Linked DNA regions of Mus musculus: region 2 is linked to region 1. The links are chromatin contacts, called in public promoter capture Hi-C maps. All regions are on one chromosome and are shown on one strand. The core of a region is the stretch at or near the end of the contact, and the rest is flanking DNA. Distances in the headings are between cores, read along the strand shown.

Region 1 (7,838 bases), core at 2,007-4,506:
AGAGATGAGGGAGTTTAGCAGGTGGATAAAGGTGCTGGATTGCTCTCCCTCTCTCCACTCACTCTCCCTCTCTTCTCTCCCTCCCCCCTCCCTCCCCCCTCCCCCCTCCCCCTCCCTCCCTCCCTCCCTCCCTCCCTCCCTCCCTCCCTCCCTCCCTCCCTCCGATCTGGAGTAGATTGGTTTAAAGGCTGAAATAGCATTTCTACTCCAGGGTGGCAGTTCTCACTGCCTTCTGTATCTGGGGTGAGACCTCCTTCTCATATGTGGTACCTGCTCCAGGAGTTGATATTTCCCATATTGTGGGGTTTCAGAGAATAGGGTGTGAGCCTTGAGAAGAGGATCGTGGGGGGATGGTGAGGCCAAGACTTAGAATAGAAGCAAGAGTGGGTTCCAGCCTCACCACAACAGCAGGGTCGTTGCAGCCAATGCTCAAGGTCCCTTGTATGCGTTGCTAGGGTGGCATAAAGAGGCGAGCATGCCTCTGCTGGCCCATCTCTGCCCTTGAGCCTCTCATTCCCAGACATCCCAGATCCTCCCAGCTCTCATCCCCCTCGTGTCTGCATGCACAAGTGTCTCTTTCTGTCCATGTCTGGCTATTCCCAGTCTCTCTCTTTAAAAACATTTTATTAATTTTTTTGATAATTTTATGTATGCACACAATGGTTTTTATTTATTATATCCACCCCACTCATCCCTCTAACTCCTCCCAGATCCATCCCTCTCCCCCATATTGCTCTCTTGTTTCAGATTTTTTTCTTAGAGCCTTCTTTTTAGAATTATTAGTTTTATCTGTGTGTATGCTCTGTGATTTCGAGTGTGTATGTATGTGTACACCTGAGTGTGTGTGTTCATGTGTATGTGTGTGGCTGTATGTATGGTGTGTGTGTGTGTGTGTGTGTGCTTAAGTGCTAGTATACTTCATGTGCATAGGTGCTAACAGACCCAGAAGAGGTGTTAGAGTCCTTGGAGATGGAACTATAGACCATTAGGATCTGCCTAATATGTGCTGGGAACCACACTCAGGTCCTTACGAGGTGCCATTGCTGCGCCAGCCTGTGGTTGGGGAGGTCTCATCCCCTCACCCCTGGTCAAGTAGGTAACCATCATGGCCCCTGTCCTGGTTCACATGCATAGACACGGGTGTGGTTGATGGTATGTATAGTCTCCTTCATTTAGAGTTGCTGTCTGAGTACTACTGAGTACCAGCCCTGTTCTTCCGCCTGTCTATGTTCTTCCCATGGGTCAGTGCTGTGCCTGGCTCAGATCCTGGGCTCTATAGTGTGGGGCTATAACCTCCAGAGCATGGCCAGAGTACAGCCAGGTTTCACCTGCTCCCTTCCCAGAGAGAAGATTTTCCTCCTCTCCCCACCCTTGCACAGCCACTGCCTGCTCACTGGCCCAGCCCTTTGTGCCCATGTGTTGTCATGGAGATGGGCCATTCACAAGCCTGGTACTTCAAGGCTTCCCACCTCTCCTGGTGGGCTAGAGAGTGAGAGCTGGGATGAAGGTCTGCGTTCCCAGCAGAAAAGTCTTCCCTTTGTCCATTTGAACACCACACCCTGCCAGGGCAAGTATATTGCACCCAGGAATTCTCACCCTGGTGTGGGTGGCTGACTCTGAGCCCTACCTTAGGAACAGGTGGGCCCCTGGGCTTCAGGACATGGCCCCGGGGTCTTGATGTCCTTCTTCCAGGTTCTAGAACCAGACTGCTGACATGTGGAGGATTTGGGGGTGAGCGGCTCTGCATAGAGACACCTAAACTTGGCAACAGAGCCAGTTGCTACCCCTCTCCATGTGTCTCTGAGTCACTGTAGAGAGCCTAGCAGGGCCTTTGAGGCTCTTCTGCTCCATCTTCCCATCCTGATGTTGCTCACAGCCTTTCATCTCCCCATGAGCTACCCTTTAACCATCTCAACTCCTGCCCCTAGGAAAAAGTCTACAGCAGGATTTTCTGATTGCTGCTGGATCCTCCGCACCCCACCCTCTCCCTAAAGTAGCAGGGGAAGAGGGGTGGGTCGCCTTCTCCCAGTGGATCACCCAGCCTCAGTTTCCTCTCCGGTGATGACAGTGATTCTCTCATCCTTCAGTCCATCCCCGTGGCTGTCTGGGGACCTAAGCTCTGAGATGTGCCAAGAAACAGGGTGTTTCTTTAGGGATGTCTAACTCTCTTGCTCCAAGCCAGGAGTTTTTCAGTCCCAAGGTAGGCCTACCATTCCACTGAGACCATCTAAGACTTCCTGTAAGTTCACATGCAAAGAAGGAAGCCAGGAGCAGAGGCAGCAGCACAAAGCGCAGCCAGGCAGCATCTGAGCTCCATGCCTAGTTCTTACCTATCTTAGACGCCTGTCCCACCTCAGCAGGCAGGTCCAGGACAGACCTGAGCCTGGGCTCCAGGAGCAAAGATGAAAAGTTGACCCAGAGAGATATGGTTGCACAGGCCTAGCGGTTGGGTTGGTGTTTTACACTAAATCCCCTAGCAGTTGGTTCTCACTTGTGGAAGGATCCTGGAGATGGACTATTGTCCCTTTCTAGTGGAAGGGCCTCTCACTGCAGGGCAGGGCTGTCAAAACACCACAAGAAGCTACAAACTCTAGGAGATCTGAGTGGATGTGTAGCCTGGACTAGGTCAAACTCTGGTTCCTCTGCTAGGAGAAACAATGTGTTGGTCACCCACTCCCCAGCCTCTGTGGCATCTTTGGGGCTCCAAATTACAGGCCTGGTTGTCACTTGCTGTGTGAGACTCCAGCAGGCCTACATGGACCTCTCTGGAGGTCTGGAGGCTGGGACTCACCTCCCCCCCAAACCTAACAGGCTAATCCCCGAGGTTCATCATACAGCAATTCAGGAACTCAGCAGCCTCCCTGCCCTTCCACCCTGCACTTTCACAAACAAGTTCCCAGATGTTAACAGGGCCTGGAGGGGAAACCACTGCCGTAGATGGGGCCCTATCTGGGCTCTCGTTGGGTCAGCATAACTGGATAAGTCCTGCTGCCTACATGGCTTGCCCACACCTGTGAGGGAGTTAGAGGGGTAGCTACACTATTGAGGGAAGCCCCCACCTAGAGCATCAAGTCCAGGCAGGGCTCCAGCTGGGCCCAGGGAGGGTTGAACTCAGCCTTTCTGATCTTCGGACATCATCCCTCTCTGCTTTGTGCTAAAGAAATGGAGTGAAGCCAGTGAGGCCAGAAGTCTAAGACACAGCCACACCCACACAGCCCACCCTCAAGCCCTGGACCTCCCAGGAGCTCAGGGGAAGTTGTGGTCATGCATTTGCTGTCTGCGCATAACGGGACTGTCCTCAGCCAGGTTCCAGACACACAGGGACTGACAGCAGCGTGAAAGGCATCTGACATGGAACCCAGCAAGGCAGACATATGGATTCAACCCACCAGGTCTCTCACCACCAAGGATAGCACTTCAGGGTACTTGAGGCTGGGATCAGTGCTCCCCCGAGAGGTATAGAGGACTCAGGAGGCAATGGTCACAGACTACCTGAGCTGGGGGCAAAACCTTCCCTGGACAGAGGCTGGGCAGATTCTGCTTGGTCTTGCTAATAAAGACATCATTTTAAAATAAGCTTTTCTTTGAGACTAGGTCTAGATTTGCAGCAAAGACAGTACAGAAAGCTCCCATATGCCACATACCCAGTTTCCTGCTGTTAATACCACACTCCTGCCATTGCTGATGAGCCAACACTGAGAATCCTAGCAACAGAACCATCCTTCTCCAGATTCTCTAAGTTCTGACCCAATGTCTCTTGTTTTCTTTTTTCACTGTTGGTCACAAACGCATATCTGACTAGCTGGACCTTCTACGAACACTCTGAAACTCTTCCCCTGAGCGTTGCAGGGTCTTCTCTGGGGGGCCAAACCTGCTAAGATGGTAAAGAAGCCCAGTTCACACCAGTGTGCCTCCTTTTCTCCAGAGGTACTGCAGACATCCTTCCAAGCTTGTTTCTTCATCTGCGCCATGAGTCTGGATTGCTGCTATGACATCACCGCATGTGGCCCGCCCGCCCGCACCCTGAGATCTTTTCTTCCTTGTGCTGTGATCATGGGGCAGGCTCCCCTTCCCAGGAACCTGAGAGACCCTCAGTGTTGTCTCCTTTTTCTACATCCAGATATGATGAGGTTGAGGGCAGAGCCTGCTCCCTCAGGGATGTTGTGGCTTCTAGAAGTGAAAGCCCGAATCCTCATGCCCAACTGTCACCTCCTGTGCTCACAGCAATCCTCCTGCCTCCAGATTAACCTCAGGTGAAAATGTGACCTTTACTCAGAACTTGAGATACAGAATGGGCAAGGCCATATGACTGATGGGTCTAGAAGAACAGCTTCAACTTGCTAAGTCTCTGGGGCTCAGCTCCAGCAGCCGCCCAGCATTCCGGCCTGTCAGGCACATTGTCTTCTACCTAGATAGTAAAGTCTGTTTGTGTATAAGGTTAGTCACGGGGCTGGGGGATGACCTCAGCCAGGTCCCAGTCACACAGGACCCTATGCCACTGTGGAAGGTACCTGCCATGAAGCCCAGCAAGATGGGCTTATGGATAAAGCTAAGACGAGGCCTGTCCCTCACACTGGTGGAAAAGTGGCATTGGTCACCATGGGTCAGCTATCCCAACCAATGAGCTTCTCTTAACCAATGCCTACCAGCCTTAGCCCCTCTGAGTCCCCTCTCTTGAATCCCTCCTCTGGACCTCTCCATTTTTAAGAATCTCCTTCACAGGAAGTAGATCTCACTCTATGGACCACCTAAAGGACCAATGAAAGATTTCCTAGTCACCTGTGACTCTTCGTTAGGTGTGTGTGTGTGTGTGTGTGTGTATCCCAAAGGAGATGGTATCACAGCGATACGTAGCCTAACAAAAACTGTAAAGTTAGTTAAAATGTTATAAGTTCTTTCACTATTTTTGTGTGAACTTTGTAGATGACAGCACCACACTGTGATGTTCACAAGCTAGATATGCCTGTGGGATAGATTCACAGTACAGTACTCCTGGGAGGTGAAAGGCATAGGATGGGGCATGGTTGGAGGAAGTATATCCTGGGACATGACCTTGAGGCTATATCTTGCCCGGCCTACTTCCTGTATTTCGTACTTCTCTGTCTCCTGTCTTCATAAACTGCTTTACCATTCTCTCCCTGACGTGAAGAATGAGACCCTGAACCAAAGCAAACCTTTCCTCTTTTTAAGTTCTGTTAGGGCTGGGGACAGAGCTCAGTGGTAGACACTTGATTAGCATGCAAGGTATGGGTTCAAGCCCCAGCACCTGTAAAGCAAAAATATTTTATAGAGGCTGTACATGGTCCACCAAGACCAAGATCCTCTCAAGATCCTCGTTCTTACTGAAGCTGGAGTTTCAGAGCCAGGCATGATGGCACATGCTATAATCTCAGCACTTGGAAGGCTGAAGCAGGAGGATTGCTAGGAGTACAATACCAGCCTGGGCTACCAAGTGAGATCTTGTCTCAACACACACACACACACACACACACACACACACACACACACACACACACACACACACACACACACACACGTTCTGTTAGGTATCTTTGTCACAGCCTGCAAACATAATACATCTCATTTCACTACCAGAGAAACTGAGGCTAGAAAGACAGACCCCGCCCAGGCCATGTCTTTGGGAGACACATATGGGGTCTGAAGAGGAGTAACTGGGACATCAGGAAGGACAGAGGTGTTCACAGTCAGAGCTGGGACCAGGCAAGGCCTCAGCTGAATCTGGCACTGCTCCTGAACAGCGGGACAAGAGCTAATTAATTAACATAGGCCATTGCTAACAGGGCGCTAATGAAGACAAAGAGGCAGCTGTGAGTGCTTAGTATGGACCTGTGAGCAGATGGGACAGCCGAGGGGTCCCCTGTCACTGCAGCTTCACTGGTAGTAGCACCAAGGGCCAAATGCCTGTGTCTCCTGTTTAAATGTTCCTTGCTGTGGGTGGACACTCTCCCCCAGCTTGCTGCAGTCACCTCACAGCCTGTCTCACCACAGAAATCTCCTGGTCCTGCCACTTGGATCTGCAGGTGCCTCTCCTTTTGTAGACGTCCCCTCCAGCATCTCTCTAGCATCCCTAGCCAACCACCAGAGGGAGCAACCCAGCAGGATGAGCCCCACCCTCCCCTCCCTGTGTGCGAGGGGAGGGGTTAGCATCTCGAGAGATGTAAACTGCATCTTACTGTACTGTGAACGTGCATGTTAGTTTGGGTGAGGCATGATGTGTACTGATGGGATTCTTTGATATCTTGTGCCTATTTTTCTCTGTATACCCCCAGAACAGTCCTTTGTGAAATGAATTGCTGATACTTTCCCATTTTATCATTTATCTGTTGATTTTGTTTCTCCTGTGCAGCTACATTTTATCTTTATGAGGTTGAATATGTTTCTCTCTCACTTTATGGCTTCAAGTTTTGTATAATTCCTAAGAGTGATTTAAAGTGATAGGGTTTTTTTTTAATGATTTGCTTGTTTGTTTGTTTGTTTGAGGCAGGGTCTCCTTGTGTAGCTCTGGCTGTCCTGGAACTATGTAGACCAGGCTAGCACAAAGACCCACTTACCTTTGCCTCCATACCACAGGCATTGTAGTTTGTTTTATTGTTTTGTTTTTACTTCTTAAACCTTTGGTCCTTTGGGTATTTATTTTAATATGAAGGACTGAGGTAGGGACCCAAATTTTCCAGTTGGCTTATTGAGTTGTCCCAAACCCTTGTACTGATTGTGTGTTTAGTCTTTGAACAACTCCTTTCTTCCCGGATTTTTCTCTTTCTCATACTTGTAGTTGATCTTTTTCCCCTGGATTTTCTTTCCCATCATCTGATGCCTATGAACTGTGTTAATCATTGTAGCCTTAAATGCAATGTGCCCCATGCTCATAGATCAGAAACACAAAAACAAAAAATGGAGCAGAGACTGAAGGAAAGGCCATCCAGAGACTGCCCCACCTTGGGATCCATCCCATCTGTAGACACCAAACCCTGACACTATTGCTGATGCCAAGAAGTGCTTGCAGACAGGAGCCTGGTATAGCTGTCCTCTGAGAGGCTCTGCCAGCACCTAAGACAAATGCAGATACTCACAGCCAATCACTGGACTGAGCCCAGGGACCCCAATGGAAGAGTTAGGGGGAGGAATGAAGAAGCAGAAGGGGATTGCAACCCCATAGGAAGAACAGTACCAACTAACTGGACCCCACAGAGCTCCCAAGGACTAAGCCAGCAACCAAAGACATGGATGGGTCCGTGGCCCCTACTGCATATGCAGCAGAGGATAGCCTTATCTGGCATCAGTGGGAGGGGAGATACTTGGTCCTGTGGAGGCTTGTTGCCCCAAAGAAGGGGGATGCTGGAAGAGTAAGAATGGAGTGGGTGGGTGGGCGGGTGAGCACCTTCTTAGAGGCAAAGGGGAGGGATGATGAGAAGGGGAGTTTTCAGAGGGAAGACTGGGAAGGGGGTACAACATTTGAAATGTAAATAAGTAAAATAATTAAGAAATGCAATGTGTTCCAGGATTCAAAACAGCCCATCTCTCCTCTCCTTCTCCCCCTTCCCTCTCTCCCCTTCTTCTTAACTTTTTTTTCCATTTTTTAAAAATTATTGCTGGGTGGTGGTGGCGCACACCTTTAATCCCAGCACTCGGGAGGCAGAGGCAGGCAGATTTCTCAGTTCTGAGGCCAACTTGGTCTACAAAGTGAGTTCCAGGACAGCCAGGGCTATACAGAGAAACCCTGTCTCGAAAAACAAACAAACAAAAAACAAAAAAAAATATTTTATGTGTATCAGTGTTGGGCCTGCATGTATGTCAGTGTACCACATGCATGCCTGGTG
Region 2 (7,838 bases), core at 3,744-6,243, 120 kb after region 1:
ACAGCCCAGCGGTGAAGCACTTGGTAGGTAGGGAGAGACCTCTGAGTGAAGCAGTCAAGCCTTCTAGGGATGGGGTGCCCTCTAGCCTGACTTGGGTGTCCGATGAGAGGGGTTAGTTCCACACTAGTACAAAGTGAAAATTCAGACCTCATGCTACAAAGTCAAAAGCATAATGTCAAAGCTAGTGCCACCTGCAAGAAGTAGTGAGGGGTTGCAGGGGTGCTGTAAAGAGGAGAGACAGGTGTGAAGGAAGCAGGTGGGGGTGTACATGGGAAGACCAGGCTCGGATAGACTCCGGTTCCTCCTCGCCATGAAGTGGACACAACTGCTGTCCTTCTCATAAACAAGAAGTTGAAGAGCACAGGCATTGGGGCCAGGCTACCCCCTAGTCATCAGTTGGGCTTGGCTCAGAAGTACACTGCCTATGTATAGAAAGGGGATAGTCCCAGGACTGGAGCGTTATCCAAGCCGGGCGGCCTGTATTTCTGTATTGCCTCTTTAGCTCCTTAGCGGACCACCTGGGCTAGACAGCTGCCCTGAGTGAGATGTGTGAGGAGCAAGGGGGCAGTCCTGAGCTATGTTTGGCAGTTTGCACTGGTAGGGCACCTCAGTAGTATTAAGGTACTGGACAACCTCTGTACAACATGAGCAAGCACCGCCTGCATAAACATAGCAGAGCCAGGAGTGTGTGTGTGTACGCGCATGCGCCAGCTATGTGTCAGGGGGCCTGATACACTTTGAGCTCGAGTCCAGTCACTGTCCTTGTCTCTAAGCTCCTAAGGCTTGACCTGGGTCCTCTTTGGGTGCTGCATAAGGTCCACATTTAGAAAGCCTGTGTGCAAGGACAGGGTTGTGGGGGAGCACAGCACATACTGGCACATACAGAAACATGGGCACACATACACAAAGGCACAGAAGCACAAACTTACAGCTCACAACCATATGAAAGCACAACTATTCCACATGAGTGAACAACGAACAGCTGCAGACACATGTACACACAGGAAGACTTGCATGTAGACACTGTGGGCCCACACACCATCTAGACACACCTGCACATTTGCTCATGCCCAGAGACATGTGGATGTGGACACTTGTGAAGACACCCAGGTGGTACCCTCCTCTCGGGTTTGTATAACCCAGATCAGCTGCCTACTACCATGGGACTCAGGCAAGCCTCTGTGTGCTTTCCATTGCCTTGCACACATGGCAAACATAAGCAGACACAAGGACCACTGAAGCCTGAAAGGATGTGTGAGGACACACAAAGAAACAGGAGAACATTCGAGGACATGCCAGCTTTCCCAAGAGATGTTGCAGGCAGGAGCACTAGGTACTTGTGTGCTTAGCCCTCTACTTAGTTTTAGTGCTTGCCTGTAGAGTCCACCCTCTGCAGCCTGAGCCTATGAGACACACCTGGCCAGCCCTACACTGCTTCCAGGGGGCCAGCTGGAGCAGGGTGGCCTGTACAGGCATCTGGCCTTCAATGAGCAGGCAGGCTACGACCTGCTACGTTCCTAAAGACTCTTTGCTGGTTGGCTCAAGCCCTGCTGAGGACTGGGTATGTGTGTGTGAGTGTACACATGTGTTCCTAGCTACGGGCTCTGAGCACCTAAGGTCTTTTTTTTTTTTTCAGTTTTTTTGAGACAGGGTTTCTCTGTGTAACCCTGGCTGTTCTGGAACTCGCTCTGTAGACCAGGCTGGCCTTGAATTAAAAAATCTGCCTGCCTCTGCCTCCCAAGTGCTGGGATTAAAGACATGCGCCACTACTGTCTGGCCCACCCAAGGTCTGAAGATGCATCCTGAGCAACAGTAACTCAGGCAAGAACACAAGCCATCATTATGTGCCCCACCCAAGTGGAGGTCTGGAGGCCCACGTAGGCCAGCAGAGAGACACCACCCAGTAAGGGGGTGACTTCAGGGACAGAATATCTGCCAAAAGCCAAATGTGGAATGGAAAATTTTTACTCAGACATTTTATTTTAATCAAGTTCTTCATTAACACTGTCTAAGATCACTGCCCTATGGGGCACCCAGGGCCACCAACAACAACCACTCGCCCTCATCCAAGGACATCCAAGGCACTGTGGAGAACTAAGCAACTACACCCACCTATGTTATCCCTAGACATTTGGACAGGAAGAGTAACAGGCTCAGAAGAGCAGGACACCCTAGCAGGAGAACTCACAGTTTTCAAACCTAGTCTCCCTCCCATGATGCTCCAGTCCCCAAGGCTACCAGGGGCCAGAAACAGACTGTCTACTGTCCCAGTCTGGGCTTCTTTTTTTTTTTTTTTTTTTTTTTTTATTTTTCAAGACAGGGTTTCTCTATACCATCCTGGCTGTCCTGGAACTCATTCTGTAGACCAGGCTGGCTTCCAACTCAGAAATCCGCCTGCCTCTGCCTCTACTGGGATTAAAGGCATGCTCCACCACGCCTTCTAACCACACAGAGAGCTCAGGCCCTCCTGAATCCAGCTCTAACACTCTAGGTGCCCAAACGGCCTAACACAGCTCTAGGTTTAGCCATCCCCAGCCTCCACCACACATGTCCTTTTGAAAAGTGGATTCTCCTGGCCTGGAGGAAGCCTTTGGACCCATCCTAACACCAAACCCAGCTTAGCACTGTACCACAGAGAGAGATACACAAACCAGCACAAGGCCGGGAGGGTTCCCGGGAAAGGAGCTCACTCTCCCATCCTACCTCCAGGGAGTTCATCCCAAATCTCACACCCTGCCTACCCCAGTCTGTTCTAGAAAAGCCTGGATGTCTGCTGGGCCAATTACTCTCTTGGTGAGTGGGAAGGAGCCCCTGGTCCTTCAGCCCTTGGGCTCCCCTTCTTTTTTTGTTTTTTTCTGGTTTTTCGAGACAGGGTTTCTCTGTATAGCCCTGGCTGTCCTGGAACTCACTTTGTAGACCAGGCTGGCCTCAAGCTCAGAAATCTGCCTGCCTCTGCCTCCCAAGTGCTGGGATTAAAGGCATGCGCCACCACCGCCCGGCGGGCTCCCCTTCTTGACTGACCAGATTCTCCTCCGCACCTTGAGAGAAGCAGTTCAGACTCACAAAGAGGAGATCTAAGGGTCACTTACGCCAGGTAAAGTTTCAGGACCCGATCTAGGCCCCAAAGGTAGGCTGAGCGACTGCTTCCTTTTCTTGGTGTCTGAGGTGTCAGTGGACGGAGCCAGAAACAGGGCAGGAGGGAGGCAATGAGAGGACAGGGATTCTATCTTGAAAAAGACACCTACTCCAGGCTGGCCACCAGACCTGCCTATACCCTGGCACTGCCCAAACGAGCACAGCTGTCCAGCAGAGCCTCTTCTGAGAACAGAGCCACCTGAGTGTCAGGTCAGCAATACCCACATCTCAGGAACTCATCCAAGGGGCAGATGAGGATGCACACAGACTGAACAGGGCCCCAGTCATGCCAACTGCAGAGCCAGTTCAAGTCAGAGTAGCTGTCCCTTAAAGAGAACCCCAAACCTCAAGAGCACCCACATGCACAGCCCCAGAACACTAGCTTCAAGAACACAGAGGAAGCACTGCCCAGAAAAAACGGTAGCAACCTCAGAGACCAAAGCTTGAGGCAGAGTCAAGTTTCCAGGAACCACCTGGGTCCTCTGAATCCTCTGAAACTACTTACATTCTCTGAGGAGAGAAAGCAGGGGGAGAGGATTTTAATTTCTCTTAAAACTTTGATTCCCATATTGCATGTCTTAATTTTAGAGTTATGTTAAAAGACATCGAAATGTCCCTGTGACACCCTCTCTGCACTGAAACAGAACCCCACTCAAGACCTCTGGAAGACCGAATTTTCCAAGATATGTCCCCTCCAGTCTTAGCTCCCCAAGCCCTTCCTTAGTCCACAATCCACAACATCTGAGTGACAAGAACACAGACTTTCCCTGGAGCCAGAAATAAGCCCGTCCACACAGGCCTTTTTTAAACTTGCTCTTTGCAGCCAGTGGCACATACCCAACCCCAGCCTCCAGGTAAGGACTCTCCTCCCACAACAGGCACTGAATTCAGACTCCTACAAAGGCTGCTATATGTTTCTACAAAGTGGAAAGGGTGGCTCAGGCTCACTTACACCTGGGGCTGTCACACCTGGAAACAAATGGCCATCCCTTTGGTCACCTGAGTTGTGTCAAGGCTTTGGAATTGTAGAAAGAAACGAGTGGTCCGAGATTCAGAACCCCATGACCTATGAGCCAGCCCGGGGTAAGAAATTGAGGCTGCCTAGTGCCAGGCTGGCAAAGAGTGCTCCCTCCCCACGACTGGCAGCCTAGCCTCTGAGGTCTTTTGTGCTCCAGACTTAGAAGTGTAGGATAGAAGCCTCTCAGTGTTGTGTTCAGGGAGGGCTGAGGGCCTTGAGTAGGCTGTAGTGGCCAGTCACGGCTGTGGGGCAGGCCACACCTACGCTGAGAAACACAGAAATAAGTTGATTTTACATGCTGGCCGCGACGAGGGGGCTCACAGCTCCTACTCCCCCCCTCCCCCTAGGAAGGTTGGTGTCTGTAGGTGACACGCGTCCCCCTTCAAAGCCCCGAGGGAATGAAAGGCTGCAACCACACCCAGGGCCTGCTAGAACGCTCAGAGGCAGGCATTCACCTGTCCGTGCTCCGGGGACGCAGCCCCTCGCCGCAACCTGCTAATCCGCCCAGCCCACCGCCGCCCCCGTGGGGCACGTGCGCCCCTTCGGCTCCCACCCCCAACCTCCCTACCCCCACCCGCTGCTACCAGGCTCTGGACCCGGCGCCGACTCACGTGAATACGAAGAAGAGTGTGCTGGAACCAACCAACAGCGCGGCGGCCGTGGCCACCGGGATGTACTTGGCGGGTTTGAGGCGCGTCCCGGGGCTGCGGGGCATCCTGGGCGCCGCGCCGCCGCATCCCTCCCCGGGCCGGGCGGGCGGGGCCGGCCGGGTCGGGCCGGGGTCGGGCGCGCGGGCTGGACGCGGCGCAGGATCCGCCGCAGCGGCAGTGGAGGAAATCCCACCCCACGGGCGGCGGCGGCGCGCTGATGTCAGCGCGCCCCTTAAGGTGGACCCGGCGGCAGGGCCGCGGCGGGGGCGGGCTGAGGGTGGAGCGCCGGGCGGCCAACTCCTCTTTTGCGGGGTAGCCCGACACCCCACGCACGCGCAGCGCCCATCTGGACCGACAGGACAACGGAAAGCATGTTCTTTTTCTCTTTCTTGTCTGTCTCTTCCTTTCTTTCCTTTTTTTTTTTTTCCTTGCTACCGCAGGCCCTAACCCGGGAGCTCTCTTGGGCCTACATGCTCTCCAATCACAGTCCCGGGACAGGCTGAAGGTCCCCTGGCAGTCACTGGGGTGTGAGCGAGATTTCTATGACAAGGTAGGGGTATCATGGCTATCCAAACCTTAGCCAGTTCTCAGCCCTCCACACACTAAGAGTTAGGTCACCGAGTTCCTCTGTGTCCTGGCTCAGGCCGCAGGCTTGATTGAGGCCGTGTGTAAGAGACCTAGGAACGCCTTCGGAAAGCTGGTGTCCTAGGGAAAGTGACTGAACCCTGCTCTGGCCTTGACTAGAAAGGCTGCGCATGCTCACCACCCACCCGCGAGCAAGCCCACCTGCCCGCGCCAGGACGCAGCTGTTTAAGGTGGACCGGCCCTCCAAGGATGCTGCAGGCATCTGCATTGGCTTCCCCTAGCAGATCAGTTTTAATGTTTTGAGTAAGAACATGGTCAAACCCCACTGCTTGCCTTAGCCACTCCACAAGGCAGCAACATTTACTTTGGAAGCTTATTCAGGGCCTGAACAGGGTGCTGGCTGACGATTCCCCCAGAGCCGCCCCCAGTCCGGAGGCTCTTCTCCATCGTCCACCCCTCCCCAGACCAAGATAGTGGGAGCCTTCTTCCCTTGGTTGTTGCTATCTCCTTCTGTAGAGCCATAACCCAGAGTCCTTCAGCCACCTCCTCCCTACAACACTGCTTGTAGGCCTGGGACTCCTTGGCTCGCCCACAGCTCAGGGTCGAGTGCCTTAATGTAGAAACAGCTTTTCAACAGCATAAACAGTGATAGATTTTCTCTCAGATTTCTGTCCTGTTGGTCATTCCATGCCAGAAGACGTAGCTCAGGGTCTTCCAGCGTTGGTAAGATAGCAGTGATGTGACCTCACAGTGGAGAGCAGAGTGGATACAAACTCCTTTCCGCTCTCAGGTAAGTAAGTATCCAGCTGGCCCTCTGCATTAGGCACACAGTTCAGTTAAATTCGCCCGACTTTAATCTTGTCCTACAGCCCCTAACATAGAACGCTCAGAACCTCTAGGGCCTCTAGGGCCCACAGGAGGCTCCACGACTCACAGCTCCCCCACTGCAGAGTTCCTTTGGGATTAAGTCTACTCTCATGTTATATGTAGGGTACCAAGGCAGCCACACTACTGCCACAGTCTTGTAGGAAAATAGCAAACACTGGTCGTGGAGAGTCCAAAACAGTTTTAGGTGGGGCAGATGTAGCTGCTGAGGCCAGAGCCCAGAGTGATATGGTACCTTTCTTCCTGAATAGGGCTGGCAAGGCAGCAGGGAGCCACTGGAACACACAGCCTAGGAGAGCCGCAGAGGGCCTGAAACAGGAATGTAGAGTGGCAGCCAGCACAGCAGAGGGACTGAGATGGAGGTATAAAGCAGCACTCCCCACAACGGTGCTGACTTTCCATGCTTTCAGCTACCCACAACCCAGTTATTAAATAGAAGTCCATAAATAATTCAGATTTGTGTACGATTAGCCGGGTGTGGTGACTCATGTAATACCAGCTCTTGGAAGAGTGAGACATGGAGACTACCAGCCTTGGCTACACAGTGAAACTCATCTCAAAAACTAAAAAGCTGGGTGTGGTGGTACATATCTTTAATCCCAGCACTGGAGAGGCAGAGATAAGTGGATCTTAAGTTTGAGGCCAGCCTGGTCTACATAGTGAGTTCTAGGCTAGCCAAGCTATGTAACAAGAAACTAAAATGGTCAGGATGCAGCAGTTTGGTAGAATGCTGGCCTATTAAGGCACGGCACCACAGGGCTTAGAAGGATCTTAAATTCAAGGTTATCCTCAGCTACACAGCCAGTTCAGGGCCACCAGCCTGGGCTATGAGGCTATCTCACACTAACCATTTAATAACTATACTATGCTGCTCTCATCAGCCTTGGGTGTGAACTCCTCAGCTTCCCTATTTCCTCATTTGACACGCTGTAGCTTTCTTGTCTCAGTATCCCCAAAGTGCAGCAGTAGTGATGCCAGAGGCCCTGTGAAGCGAACTTAGGAACCTGTGCTGAGGTTGCTAAGCCCTATAGTAAGGTACAATATCCCTGATTCTATTGCAGTGTATCTGGCTTCATTACTCTGAACCTTCCACTATGTCAACTTCCAAACTTGCCACAGGTGTGTATGCACAGTAACACACAGGGCTTGGCACCCCCTTAAGTTTACAGCATCTACTGGGAGTCTTGGAATGCCCCCATGGATAAGATATATCTGTTTCTTTTATCTTTTCTTCTTCTTCTTCTTCTTTTTTTTTTTTTTTTGGTTTTTCGAGACAGGGTTTCTCTGTATAGCCCTGGCTGTCCTGGAACTCACTTTGTAGAACAGGCTGGCCTCAAACTCAGAAATCCACCTGCCTCTGCCTCCCGAGTGCTGGGATTAAAGGCGTGCACCACCACGCTCACTACATCTGTTTCTTACAGTCTTAAAACCTGTTAAGACTCCACCCTACTTGGCTCAGTCTCTGCGTCAGGATATAATACCAGGCTAGTTACCTGTTGATGTCCTTCCTCCAAACTATTGTCAATGGGGCACTCAAGACTTGAAGCAATGCATGTCTTCCTTGG

Evidence for each region. Promoter capture Hi-C pulls out the DNA fragments that hold promoters and counts their contacts.
Region 2: a contact with region 1 is called in a promoter capture Hi-C map of the HPC-7 cell line, with 2.9 times the contacts expected there. The contact joins the promoter of Zdhhc8 here to the enhancer-like site in region 1. A contact is called at or near these places in 7 of 39 promoter capture datasets (the HPC-7 cell line, cranial neural crest, embryonic stem cells and 3 more), 8 of 484 Hi-C or Micro-C datasets (bone marrow-derived macrophages, cerebral cortex, embryonic fibroblasts and 4 more), 15 of 115 datasets of contacts at active chromatin or transcription factors (DN3 thymocytes, the HPC-7 cell line, acute myeloid leukemia and 11 more) and 4 of 9 other capture datasets (adipose tissue, liver, macrophages and 1 more).

What each region holds. Positions count from the first base shown.
Region 1 is chr16:18,113,420-18,121,257 of GRCm38.p6, forward strand. No RefSeq gene overlaps it. Among named protein-coding and RNA genes, the nearest start is that of Rtn4r, 10 kb to the right of the region's middle. Within about 2 kb of position 3,257, at least 6 of the 459 cell types and tissues checked have an H3K27ac peak or open chromatin away from gene starts, as enhancers often do. A contact at or near this core is called in the HPC-7 cell line, where this site is marked.
Region 2 is chr16:18,230,143-18,237,980 of GRCm38.p6, forward strand. Zdhhc8 (zinc finger, DHHC domain containing 8) reads right to left here and starts at 4,994. Exons shown (of 11, transcript NM_172151.4): 1 at 4,765-4,994. The coding sequence starts at 4,868.